Linked DNA regions of Mus musculus: region 1 is linked to region 2. Evidence: chromatin contacts called from public Hi-C data. All regions are on one chromosome and are shown on one strand. The core of a region is the stretch at or near the end of the contact, and the rest is flanking DNA. Distances in the headings are between cores, read along the strand shown.

Region 1 (6,998 bases), core at 180-2,679, 200 kb before region 2:
GGAAGATATGAGAAAGAGAAGAGGAACCGGGGAAACCACTCTGGGATGTTCTTTTTGAATCTACAGAGATTGGCAGATAATCCTGTCACACAGCTCATTACCCTTCTGCTGAGCTCTGTCCTCCTACCACATGGCATCCACGGTGGCCTTGGTGACTTATTTCTGTAAATGAACATGGCAGCTCAAGTTTAGATGAGCGGTGATAGATAACTACAGCCATGCACACTTAGAGACCCAGAAACTTTCCAGTTAATCTGCTATGATTTTCTTGGGCAGTGAATCTTTTTGATTCTGAAAATTAAATGGTGGGATGAAGAGTCAAAACGACAGCAACATTGAAGTGATCTTCACCATGGAGGACAGAGCTCTCAGTGATCCTGGTAATGTTCAGGCTGTCTTGATTCTCTGTTCACCTAACCTACCCCAGTAGAGATTAAAGTACAGCGTGTATAAAGAGACAGACAACCTCGACGTGGGCAGGAAAATCAACAGAAGTAGAACCACTCCACATCCCCTAATTCCTTAGTATAGAAAGGTGCTATAGTTTTGACCGGCCAGGAATGCGTGGCAGTGAAAAAACCTACAGGTGTTGTACAACTTCTCGTTAAGTCAGTTTTCTGACACATGGCGACTGGTGATTAATTACTTGTTAGAAGATAACATTTCTATAGAGATTCACTGGAAATACAGGTGCCGTTGTCCATGCTTGATTAGACACTGCTTGAGGAATGCTGAGGCACACTGCTGCAGTCTCTTAGTCCTGGCTGTTTTTGGTATTTATTTTACACAGCTTCAAATTTGGTAGAATTGATGGAGACCATTTCAGAACATTATGTCCTACCTCAAAGAGAAGGGGAAGATAAGGCTGAGAAATACAGCCACATGAGAACAAGAGCAAATGAGGAGGAAAGAGACCACGGCCTGATGGCCTACATTACAACATTTGGTATCTCCTGCTTTCCAACATTGAGACACACTCTTGCTTCCTAGGAGGGCATAGAAAATTGACTATATTTGTTGATTAAAACTTTCAGGGCAGATCACCTTCCTGGTTATTTTGCAAACTCTTCATCAGCTTTGGTTTGGCATTTACTCATTTTCTCACCACATCTAGTGATCATGTACTCTGTTCTAAGCACCAAGAAGCTTCCCATTTAAGTAAGGAGAGATGGTGTCTGCTGCAGGATCTGGAGCACAGAATCTGCTCACACTACATGTGTACACCAGCCTGCATAATCCATTATAGAACAGGGCTAACATCAGACACACCCTCCCTGGTGGTCACATTCACCTTTTACCCACTCCTTGGATATAATTCAGAAACCCAACTGTGAAAGGCATGAGTGAGTTGCCATTCAATTATGTCCTGCAGAAACCCTTCACTGGAACATCGCCCACTGATGCCAATCTCAGTGCTACCCTGTCAGGGCTTCATGATGCAGACGCTGTTTTCTCAGTATTTGTTTGGGCCCCATACTGTCTGCCAAGGACTGTGTTAATTTACTTATTTCAACTAAATAAAAAAAATCATTTAAAAAAGGATGATTGAATTTAGGAATTATAGTCCTCAGAGAATTAGTAATGGCTCTTTGTATCCCTCAGGCCTCCATGTTCTTAACTTCCCCTTGTCAATGTTATTATGGATAGACTAATTCAATAATGAGATCATTTCCCATAAGAGCGGCCAAATAAATGCAGCATTCAGTCACACCTGGTTTCCCTAATCTGAACAAGAAAGGCTTTCCACCAAATTTATCATAAAACATGGAATTTAATGAACACACAGACACACAGACACACACACACACACACACCACTTTTCTGCAAACAGTAAAAAATATAGGAGAAGATAGAGTGGCAGAGAAGCAAGTGGGTATCAACCCACTAGATTAGAAAAGTTAAAAAGGAATACATGCAGGCCACTTTCCAAGCAAAGACCCCAGCACACGTGTCTTTATCATAGTCAGTTACACGTGTCATTTTCTTAACTATTCAAAAAACTATTTTACTTTTTCCCGAACTTCTAGAGGAATGTAAAGTCTGTTTCTGTAAAAAACCAGAAGTGCTAAACAAGAACATTCTGGACTAAAAACAAGTGTTTTTCCAGCTAAAAAGGCATTTGGAAATGCAGTTTAAGGTCCAGTTCTTCTAACTGTAAGTAACAGAGCGTGGGGGAAGGGTGGGAGGAGTTGCTACGTACTGCGATCCACATTCTACAAAACAGTTTAACAAAGCGCCAAGGGTTTGATTATTTATCGTATAATGTGGAAACCAAATGGTGTAAAATAAAATTAACCCTACCATTTGAAAAAGTGCCTTAGAAGGAGACATTAAGGGACACTAAGAATTGTGATGAGCAACCTTGAGGAGAAAAAGGCCAACGACTCTGCTCTCAGTGGGAAGAAAACTGGACAGGTTTTAACTGGGTCAATGCAGAAACGGTGTCCAAACAGGCTCATGTAAAGGCAAGTTCCGTACTTGCTTACCAGGAGAGAAACAAAATGCAAACCACCGACATCCAAAGCGGTTAGAAAATAAATTTCTGTTAATTTATACCACAAATTTATTCACTTATTGAAAGTGAAATTTTCTAGAAATATTAGTGAGTATTTGAAAAAAAACCCATGTTTTCAAAGATTACTACTATATGACAACATGAAATGAATATATTTTAAGTTACATTAACATAGCTTCAATTTTGTAAGAGGGGAAATCATATGCACACATGCGACACATGTACTGAAAGCCTGCGGTAGAGCATGCGGCACTCACTGTCTCTTGGCTAACGCAGGGCCTACTCGCTTATGCATCTTGTGAACTGTTGCGAACAGTGCTCCCTTACTCAGAGGACAGTCACTGTCGGTTTATAGGGTGAGGAACTTAAGTTTAAGCCCAGTGAGACAGCTCAGCAGGTAAAGATACTTGTCACCAGGGCCTACGTGGTGGAAGGAGAGAACCATAAGTTGTCCTCTGATCTATCTCCACACACACTCTCCAGCACTCACTCCCTCACCTTGCTCCTTCCTAGCCCTGCCATGAAATAAATAAACGTAAAACAAAACAAAACAAAACAAAACAAAACAAAACAAAACAAGACACAGCTTAGGCTACACAGTGGGAAAATTACCTTCCTGAGGGATCTGAATCTTTGAAGAGGATTGTATAGAGTGGCTGGTTTTGTCACTTAAGAATACTGCTTCCCTTTTGTCTTTCTTCATGTATGGAATGCATGTAAGTGTGCTCGTTTGCACGTGTGTGCTCACATGTGGAGGCCCTCCACCATCTGTCCTTTCTCACAGAGGCGGGTCTCCTAGTAAAGCCCAGGCCTTGGTCTGGGGAGTCTTAGTCTCTTTTTCCCAAGGTTAGTATCACAGGGGAGTCACCAAACCCACTCACATGGCATCTACATGGATCCTCAGAGTTTGAGCTCTGTTCCTCTTGCTTGTACCACAAGTACCTTGACTGAACTATTTCTCCAGACATCTTTCTCTCTTTTTTAAAGGTAAGTTTTCTTGTTTTGTTTTGTTTTGTTTTGTTTTGTTTTGTTTTGTTTTGTTTTGTTTTGTAAGACAAGCTCACTATAGGCATGAGCCTTTGGATAAGAAATCTAGCCCAATTCATCCATACCTTGCAAAGTCCAAGTCTGCCTCCCGTGACATGGTGATGTTGGTCAAGTTCTGCTGAAGAACAAAAATGTTCCTACACATTTTCTTGATGCCAGACTCACTGATGCGCCGGAAGTATTGGGCCCCATTAATGAGGATACAGGAGATGAGGTGTCCCAGACCTGAGGGGTGAGCACAGAGTAGTGAGGAGAGAAGAAGAGATATATTAATGGCATCTGGCTTAAACTAATACAGAGGATAACTCTTTTTCATCTTCTACAGGTTTAAATAACTCAAGAAAACATGTAACCATTTGCAATAGCTAATCTGGCAAAAGCCTTAGAATACTTCTACAGAGATTTAGAGAACATCAATAAATGAGAAGGATTCCTATTGTCTTTTTGGTTGTGAATCTAGCCTTTAACTGCTGAGCCATCTTTTTTAGTACCATGACTCCTTTTGGATATTTCTATTTAGGCTGAGAAATGATGGTTCAATACAACATAAAGTAGTTATAGGTAACTATCTTTAAAAGGTGGATATAATTTTAAATGTTTATTCAGAATGTCCCATTTTCGCACAGATGGCCTCCAGCAGGTTATTTTCCTCAGAACTCAAGAACTACCAAAGATTGTCCACTCTTATTGTTATCCTCCTTTCCTAGAGTCTGAGTCTCTTAATAGCAATCAGAATCAGATCAGCAAACACTCAGGTTCAATAGCTTCCTTCTGGCTTCACTGTGGGTTTCTCCTTGGCCAAGACATTCTCTCTCTTGCCTTAGCTATTCTCAACCAACATCCCTTCAAGACCACAGGCTTATGTTGTGGATTGGTTCTAATGCAATTTGTGTTAATTTGGGTCTCAAAATCACACAAGAATTTACACATCTGCATGTGAGACATTGATGGCCTCTGCCCTCAGCTGGTTCTAATTGGTAAATAAAGTTGTCAGTGGCCAATGGCTGGACAGGGAGATAGAGGTGGGACTTTAGAGTTCCAGAGCAAGGAACCATGGGAGGAAGAAGGTTTTAGAAGTATCATGATGGGGAAGCAGGCCAAGTAAGCCCGAGAGCTGCAGGAGAGAAACCAGTCAATATGTAAGACTTGGTGTAGATGGCCCCAGGGGTCTGGGGTAGCAGAGATGGAATATAGATTTTAGAAAGTAATAATTCAGGAATATTGGAGGGGAGAGTGTGCTAGCTGCAGGGAGGTTTGAAAATGTCCAGCCATTGCACTGTTTAAGGCATATTAAAAATAAGGTTTGTGTGTGTGTGTGTGTGTGTGTGTGTGTGTGTGTGTGTGTGTTTTATTCATGAATCCACAACATCTGGCAGGTGGAGAGAAATGCACACGAAACCGGGGAGTTTGAGTGGATTAACTTAGTACGCTATGGGCTTATTTATGCTGTTTACAGTGAATAAAGAGATTTGGGCTCAAAGAAAAAGAGACACAATATGGACGTGAAATTTAAGGAAGAAAAATCTTTCTAGGTTACGGCACATCCTGCCATGGTATAATACGGTATGATAAATGATAATATGGTATAGTAATGGGGGTGTCTCATTTTTAAGACATAAAATATTAATAAATTAAAATATCACTAAGTAAATTCAAGCACATGAATAGGACCATTGTGGAGGTGCAGGGCTTGGAAAAGCCACATCAGGAACAAAAGGAAAGCTCTGTGGGATAAGAGAACAGTGGCAGAGGCTCTGAGAGACACAGAGGCTAGAAGCTGCAGACACGTGTAAAGGCAGTCTCCAGTCAGTGTCTCAAGGCTAGCCAATGGCACATGTCATAATTACTTGCCCTTTGGGGTAGAATCTCTTTCATAAAATGTTCCATTCTCACAGCTCCGTTTTAAAACTTTCATCATAGAAGAGGATTTTACCTCTTTGGGGGCAAAGGTTGCAAAGCTGCTGTTGTACAGTGTGTTCATAAAGCTAGCAGTGGCCATGCACCAACATCTTGTCATCTGCAGCTTGTCATGATCTTTAGATAATGTCCTACTCTATGTGAAGACACTGACAACTTCTAATATCCAGGTCCATGCTTTGAGAAACAATCAAAAGGGCATATGATATAATTTCACCAGAGAATCTTTGTTAAGGGCCTGGTTCTTGTGGATGTTACTGGGAGGAGTGAGACCTTTAGGATTGAGGCCTAGTGGGGAGCACGGTGAGATACTGGTCTCTTTATTCACACTCTGGCCACAAGGTCAGCGGCTCTGCCATTAATTAGCTCCTGGTCTCTGCCGTCTGGGACTCCTCACCTCTCCCACCTCACCTAAAAGCAGTGGAGACCCTTGATCAAAAACGGAAAAATAAGCCTTTCTCTTCATAGCTTGGTTATTTTAGGTACTGGATTATAGAGAAAAGGTTTGTGGTAGAATTCAACATGAAGAACTATTTGGCTGGCACCATATTTTTTAAAAGTTTGAAGGCAAATATCTCTAGGTAATACTACTGCCTCCCACAGCACTGCTGATGGAGGCTGCTGATAGAGGGCACTGAAGCAGCTGCCCTAAGTATCGGCAGAGCAAGAAGTCTGATCACTTCAGCGAGCAATGCATTCTGTCCGAGAAACCTCCCTGCTAGGGACGAGGCAACCAGACGAAGGCTTTTCAAGGTTCCCTACTCCCTGTCTGTGTAGGTATGGAGCTTTTCTTTTTCTCTCCTTCCTTTCGTTCTTTAAACAAGCTCCTCTCGAGTTAATTTGTGGTCCACTCTGCACATGTCCCCAAGTCTCCGTAGCAGGTAGACATCAGCATTAGCTAATAAAAATTTCCCTATCAGCCAGGAGCAAGTGGCAGTCAGCATCTGTCTACCCATACAGAAAGCTAGGTGCAGCAGTTCTAATCCAAACACACTAGCAAACCGCTTTTCCTGACAAGTATTATTAACCATTTCTAATACAGACATTCATGAACACCTTGACCCTTCTTCCCTCCCAGGCTTCTAGACACAGAGGTCAGCTCTGACCTTCAAAGATGTACTGGAACTTATGTTGCTGGAGGCTGGCGCTCATGGCCTCTTCCATGGCACTGATGTCTTTGTTGAGCTTGACCACTAGAGGGTCGTAATCCATACTCTCCACATTGGCAACGATGGCATAGTTCCCCTCCTTTGCCAGAGGGATGAGATAGTGGAAACAATGAACTCTGAAAGAGAGGAATGGGCAGAGTAATTAATATAAAATTCCCCATGAGGTCATGGATCGGCCTGGGAAAGAGCACCGAAATATTTGAAGCGGCCACGGTCTTTTTACCTATCCCTCCCTCCCATTGGTCTTTTCTTAACCAAGATGCCATCTCAGTTATACATAGCTGAGTGATCTGAAGCAAGCAGGTGTCTGTGAGGTTTGCTCATGTAATACATATGCTCTTGGTAAGAAA
Region 2 (7,286 bases), core at 4,688-7,187:
CACTGTCCAAAGCAGTGTGTCCTTGGACACTTGAACAAGATGATCAATATGTTGAGCACACCAGGATTTCCAGAGAGTGAGAAGTAAAATCTCTGGATAATGTGTTTGTGATGGTTAAAACTCCCAGCGTACAGGCAGAAGCTAACACTATCTGTAGCAACACAGACTTTGAAACAATACCACTGACACTAAATAACATATTTTTGAAAATGATACTTAGACTAAGTAGCACACCTGCAATTATCACACAGTTATTGTCGTGACATAATCTTCTAAACAAACGCAGTAACTTGGGTAGTTTGCTAACCCAATCAACTATACCTAAGTTACCAATGGATGGAGAACTCTTAAATCTGCCAGTTAGACTTTCCAGTACAGCCCTACCATGCCTGGCTAAACTCCTATCTTGATAGTATTAGGAGGTATATAATTTAGAACTAATTAGGTTAGGAAAAGTATCTTAATAAGAACAGAGCCTCCCATACAGCCCATAAGGAGATACACCAAAAGCAGCTATCTTTATGCCAAGAGGAACATTCGGCAGAACGAGATGGCACTCTCATCTCAGACTTTAAACTCCAGAACGCTAGAAATGTAGTACAAGCCACTCAATACATGGTATTTTGCTTTAATAGTCTAAGATGACTAAGACAATAGTCTTAAGCCTTCATCTAAAAATCTACATCACCTATATGGTGAGCAATTAAATGAATTAACCCCTAAAAAGTACTCACTGTAGTACCTGACCCAAATGCTCAATAAATGCTACTTATAATTACTGTTGCTAGTCATAAATCCTTCCTATTTTATGCATAAAGCTCTTTGCATCTATAGTATGATCACCTTGAGTTTATTTACAATCTTGAAGTCTAACTGTATAATAGCTCCTTCTGTGTTTGTCTTATATTATTAACTAATGCATAGAAATGCAGGACCTGATTTGACATCTTTAGTTTTCACGGTTTTATCTCAATACTCTAAGCAGAGTGGATTTTGAATACATATAAGTCAAGTAATACCATTTGAAGGGATTAAAAAAAAAGCGTAGCAGTCTCTTTTCTATTTTCTTGTATGACTGCATGCACATATAGGCAGATAGTTTTCCTTTTTTTCTTGCTGTAATTAAAATATAATGACATCATCTACCTTCTTCCCTTTTCTTCTACTAACCCTTCTCCTGAACCCACCCAATTCTCTATCAATTCATGGCCTCTATTTCTTTAACTGTTGCTCTACACACACACACACACACACACACACACACACACACACACACACACACCTAAATACATACATACATACAAAATTTAATGAAATATTAAATCACCCTTCCATGGGCTGATAACATCATCACTGTTGGATGCTGTGTGGTCTTTTGTTGACTAGGGAAGAAGTTGCAAACAATGAAAGCCAGAAAATGCATCCTGGTAGAGTCCAGAACTTATGAGTGGTCATTGGCTTTTAGGACCAGCGTTCCACACTTCCCAGATTCTGAAGATGTTATGACAACTGTTGCTACATTTCTAGGACTTATGCTATGCTACAAAACTACCTGAACCTGGTCCATACTGTATGAAATTCTTGATGTGTCCTTACCTAAACCTAATCCAAAAACACATGAGCTTTGGAGGTGGCATCCTTAGTCTTCTTCTTAAAGAAGGACCCATAACCCCAGAAAAGGAGATTCTTTGAAGCCATTTATTGTAATGTGTGGCTTTACTGTGGCTACACTGATCTGTCCAGTATCTTAAGACAGTTGGCCAGTGTGAGGTCTGTAACTTAGGAGTGGGTGATAACTAGGACTGTTAGGCCACAGAGTCTTATGAGGTCTCTAGCATTTTTATGGGATTACAGTATCCTTCCAAAACTACCTTTCCCTCTTTAATATTACATTTCTTTTCCCACTTTCTTCTTCCTTCTTTTCCTTCCCTCTGTTCTGAAGACTCAACCTAGGGCTTCATCCATACTAGGCACAAGTCTATCTCTTGGCTACACACCAGACCCCCATGTCCTTTGCCTGCAGTGAAAACAACCCCTTAATGATTATATCTGGTATATAAGGAAGAAGTTGGGATATAAACTAAGACTTAAGATTTAAGTTTAACACAGGTTCCTATTTACAGTTCCACCTCTTCTTTTAAACCCTGAAACTAAAAGTCGTGGCATTTAAAGTGCTAACGATGTAAGAATACAAGTAGTTCAGAGAACATGAACAAGGGCTTTGGGAGGAAAGAGAATATGGAGTCGTCTATATACAAGTAAGCCATGGCTCTTCCTGTCTAATCAGTCTATCCTTATAAAAGGCTTGACAGATTAACTGTGAGATAGAAGGAATAGATGATTATGAGGTCATACGCTACAAATATTTTCTGGCATGCCTGGAATAGCACAGCTAAGAGCATAAGAAACAGCAGGCAAGGAGTTCCTTGCATTTGAAAAGGCAGAAGATGTTTTTTAATGGCTCTGTTTTAAAAAGTTAGTCCAAGTGCAGCTGTGGATCGTGAACAGCTTGTTCTGAACCACACGGCCTTCCAGGCTCACAGCCTTCCCACTGTGCTCCATGTTCAACTGGCTTGGAACAGCTTTCCTGAAGCAACTGTACAGCATACTAAACTTGGGATCTTTTAACACCCAGTGACACTTTTCTCTCTTTAATGGGATAATTTAGCCTTCCAACTTTCATAGCAGATGCATTAAAGACTCAGTGATGTCATTTAATTACAGACTCAGAACAAATCTGAAAGTGTCATTATAACCAGACTCTGCTGTCCGCTCCCAGAAGGAGCCCACTAGCAATGCCACACGCAACAAGCATGGTCTATACAGAGGAAGAGGAAAAAGACTCAGGCCAAAGCTGATGTTCAATCTCCTGAATATTGATGTTTGGGATTCTCTACATGTCATTTCATTAATTGGAGATAAACTCAGAAAGGCAAAGACTAAGGTTCCAAATTAGAAAGCAAATAAATGATCAGGTGAGTATACACACTAAGTAATTTAAAGGTGTATTTCCTCAATTAGAATGATCAAATTAAGATACCAAAGGTATATTTTTCTGTCCTTTTAATTTAATGGTCCCTTGAAGAGGGAATGGCCACAAGAGTTCAATACCTGCCACACGTTATCAGTTCTTACACTTGACCTTTTACATAGTGAGAGATGGTGATGAAGGAGAAAAGGGAACAAGGAGGAGGCTATGTGCTCATATTTTATTGATCGAAATTATTAATATGTAATTACCAAGAAAATCATAGAACATGGAATAAAAATGCTTTTAAATGATTGGTTTCTATTATATAGAAACATGAAGATGGAGGTATGGAGAATTTATCACTTCATAGGTTGTCCAAAGGAAGCAAACCAAATCATATGACAACTGATATTTCATGTACTACATATGAAATTTTCTTTTCATGTCATCAACTAAATATCTAAGAAATTAAACTACATAAAATAATCTATTAGAAACTGAAAGCATCTCAGCCTCACACCTATTAACTGATTTGGAGCATCTGTACTTCAGGTATATTGTAATGAGAGAAGAAATAACAAAGCCAGCATTTTGAGTTTTCAAAGCCTGAACCTTCTTTCTTTCCAGATCATTTATAGTTTTTAAAGCAACCTACAAGCAATCATCCCTTACACTGAACTCTTCACAGTTCAGTAGATGGGAGCTTCACTAGACTTTCTCAATGCATCAAGAGTTCGAGAACATAAAGATTGATGAACGATTTGGCATGATGAATGAGATGAACGTTTTGGCCCTGTGCACTAGGAATCATGTTATTTCTTTGTTCATAAGAGCAGATAACTCCTACAGGAATCGAAAACAGTATGACGGCCAGGACCATGCCTCGTGATGATGATGCCACACACAGCCGTGCTTCAAATGTTAGTATGATATTCTTTGTGTGTTCATGAATATAATATTTTTTCAGGAATCAACTACAGTCAAACCCTAGTTTACTGATATGTCTAATCTTAGTAGTATCTAGTAGTCTATGCAGCAATGAGGCTTAGAAAATGAAGACATAAATATTCTGAAATTTCCAACTATTAGGAAGCAGCTAAAAAGGTAAAATTTTCAAGATATGTAAAGGTTCATGTCCATGATAAAATATGTATCACAGAAGGTCTTTAAACATTTATTGAGGGTCATTGGTGAGGCAACTCAGTGGTTAAAAGAACTGACTACTCTTTCATTATGTAGGAACATAAGGATGGAAGTATGAAGAATTTATCACATTCATACGCTGTCCACAGAAAGCAAACTGAATCATATGAAAAACAACCAGATATTTCATAATTCCTAGCACCCACATGATGACTCACAATGTCCTAAAGGATCAAACACTCGCTTCTGGCTTCCAAGGGCCATATGTGTGTGAGTGTGTGTGTGTATACACTATTAGGAAGAAGCTAAATGTATACACACACACACATATGTGTATATATATATATACACTCATATACATGTATATATGTGTATATATATGTATATATATATGTGTGTGAATATATGTGTATATATATGTGTGTATGTATGTATGTATATATATATATATATACATATATATATATATATATACATACATATATATATATCTCAGACACACATGTAGGTAAAACAGCCATATACATTAAATAAGTAAATAAATAAAAATACTTTGCTGAATGCTATGATATCAAGTACCATCAGAATGAATATGAGCTTCACTTCTAGTCTTCCTAGAACCTCTATGAGACTGATATCACTTTTCTATGTATGTGTTTTTGTGTTTATTTGTATGTACTCTTACATTACTCCTGTTTTAGTCTTCTAAGTGTTGGGATTACAGACATGTACCACAAGGCCCAATCACATTATTCTCATTTTAAAGATGAAGTACAGTAGTTTGCTGAAAGCCACTAGGGAATTGAAGGACACAGCTTGAATTTAAACCCTGGTCTGTCTTGATATTTGAGTCTTTCCACTCTGGCATGATTCTCTCCCATGCCTCAGGCTTGTGACTAGGGTAGAATCCATTAGTGTCATGCCCTTTAAGCCAGGAAATAGGTCTCCAGAACCTTATTTTGTCCTGTATAGTCCACACAATGCAATCAGACTTTGATATCACTATAGTCTCTCTGCATGTTCAATTATGGTTATTTACTCTAGTCCTAGGAACATTTAATCTAAAGTAGCAGTCTTCCTTGGCATTCATTTAAAATATTTTAGGTCTATTATAATGTGACTTGCCCTAGGCTCTACTTCTGCTAAGGGTAATGCTGTGAAGAGGGCTCCCATGTTGGGATCATTTTTCTGCCCTTATTTGAAATTTCTCCTCTGACAGCTTTCTCCCTGCCTGTGCCGAGTCTCATCTGTTCAGGCAGATTCTGCAGAAGAGGCTCCTTGTAGAGTGAAATCGACATGCAGGGAGCATCAGATAATTTCTAATTGAATTTTGCATCACTTCCATTAATGTTAATGCCCTTAAGGCCCCAAAGATGGGTGTATGTGTGTGATCTGAAATAATCCAACAGTTTTCCAAAACCAAGGAAGGATATTTGCTTATTTGTAAGCCCAGGGGCCCAAGCATCTAACTAGTATGAATCCTAGAATGCTTGCATACCCTCAGAGGTTACATTTATTTTAGGAAACCTAGATATGCAGAAACATTTTATTTCCTAATGTAGCATTTTGACAAATAACTAGTAGTCAGGATTGATGAATTCCTCTGAGCTATGAAAGTTAACATGGTTTAAACAAAAGCTTAAGAGATACTGGTTTCAGTAAACACTATAATTCAGTTATGATACTTGGCAGCCTTCTGTTGCAGAGCCAACTTGGCTGTCCTCATCCCTAATACAAATAAGTAGAAAAACACCTCAAGAGCTAGGAGGACAAAGGCACAGCTCTAATAGGAAACAGAAACCACAAGGTTATAATTAACATCAGCATAGGTTGCTGCTGACACAACAAGACTATCGTGCTGTCATTCATCACACAGCTTGTCGGGAAGGAAGCCTTGTTTGTGTTTGCAGCTGGTAGAACTAAAGATAAGTCAGACAACATGCCCGGGCATAAGGGCTGTGACCAAGCCAAGAGTACAGTTGGGAATTTCAGCCCAGGTTTCTACCGGTCCAGTCTAATGACCATGATGAATCAGGTATGGACCTCATGGAAATGCAGAAAATTCTCTACATATATACCAAGTACCCCAAAAGATTTGAGTATATGGGTTTTGAGGGCTGCTATCATCAAGGTTTAGCCTAGTTATTGAATGGATCAGTGAACTTTTGAAAGAAAAGACTGTCTATCCTCCTTGCTATTCCAGTATTTACATTCTGCAGACAAAGAAACAATCCTAGAGAAGGGAAATGACATCCTCAAGAAATGGAAGTTGTACATGTCAAACACAGACCCTACGCTCAAGTCTACCAACTCTTGCTGTATTGTTCGTAGGGGAGGAAAGGGTTTATTTAGCTTACATTTCCACATCATAGTCCATCACTGAAGGAAGGCAGGGCAGGAACCTAGAGGCAAGATGCAGAGTGCATGGAGGGTGTTGTGTACTGGCTTGCTCCCCGTGGCTTGTCCAGCATGCTTTCTTATAGAGTCCAGGACCACCAGCTCAGGGATGACTCCACCTGCAATGGGCTGGGCTCTATAGACTTTCCTACAGCTCAGTCTTATAGAGGCCTTTTCTCAATTGGGGGTTCCCTCCTCTCAGATGACTCTAGCTTATGTCAAGATGTCATAAAATAAGCCAGCACAGTGACCCAGAAGGTTTTGGGGACTCTCAGACCTCCATGTCCCCTCATTCAGGGGATTGCTGTGATTACAGACATGCAGTATTCTGTCTTTTGTCTGGGTTCTGTGGATTTGAACTCAGGCCCTCATGCTTCTGTGACAAAAGCCCTTCACCCACTAAACCATAAATAGCTTCAGACTTGTGCTTTTAGATGATGTACCACAGAAAAAATCCTTAAAAATTGACATTAGTTTTTAGAACCAAAGCATGGTGGGAACATAGGAATTGTAATCTACTATTGTGAGAGTGGCTGATTATGCATGGCCTTGTGACTCTACAGCAATGAAAGGTCATCTTTCCAGCTTTGTGAGCAGTCAATATGAAGCTCAGGTTAGAACAAGAGTTTTCTCTAGTGCATTCAATTCTCATTTTCAATTTTAGCCAACAAAGGTTAATTCTCAATTTAAAAATATATCACCATGCTAATGTAAGCTGTTGTCATTGTGGATATTCCTGACAGATCACCAAATGAGAGAATCTGCTGTGGGGTGT

What was found. A called contact is a pair of places that touch in the nucleus more often than the background predicts.
Region 1: a contact with region 2 is called in a Hi-C map of the N1E-115 cell line, with 3 times the contacts expected there. The contact joins two enhancer-like sites. A contact is called at or near these places in 1 of 39 promoter capture datasets (the 3T3-L1 cell line) and 5 of 484 Hi-C or Micro-C datasets (the 3T3-L1 cell line, the N1E-115 cell line, embryonic fibroblasts and 2 more).

The regions. Positions count from the first base shown.
Region 1 is chr6:33,918,167-33,925,164 of GRCm38.p6, reverse strand. Exoc4 (exocyst complex component 4) reads right to left here. Exons shown (of 18, transcript NM_009148.4): 16 at 6,586-6,764; 17 at 3,628-3,787. Among named protein-coding and RNA genes, the nearest start is that of Gm13853, 71 kb to the left of the region's middle. Within about 2 kb of position 1,429, at least 3 of the 459 cell types and tissues checked have an H3K27ac peak or open chromatin away from gene starts, as enhancers often do. A contact at or near this core is called in the N1E-115 cell line, where this site is marked.
Region 2 is chr6:33,720,047-33,727,332 of GRCm38.p6, reverse strand. The region is part of intron 10 of Exoc4 (exocyst complex component 4); the gene reads right to left. Among named protein-coding and RNA genes, the nearest start is that of Gm13853, 270 kb to the left of the region's middle. Within about 2 kb of position 5,937, at least 15 of the 459 cell types and tissues checked have an H3K27ac peak or open chromatin away from gene starts, as enhancers often do. A contact at or near this core is called in the N1E-115 cell line, where this site is marked.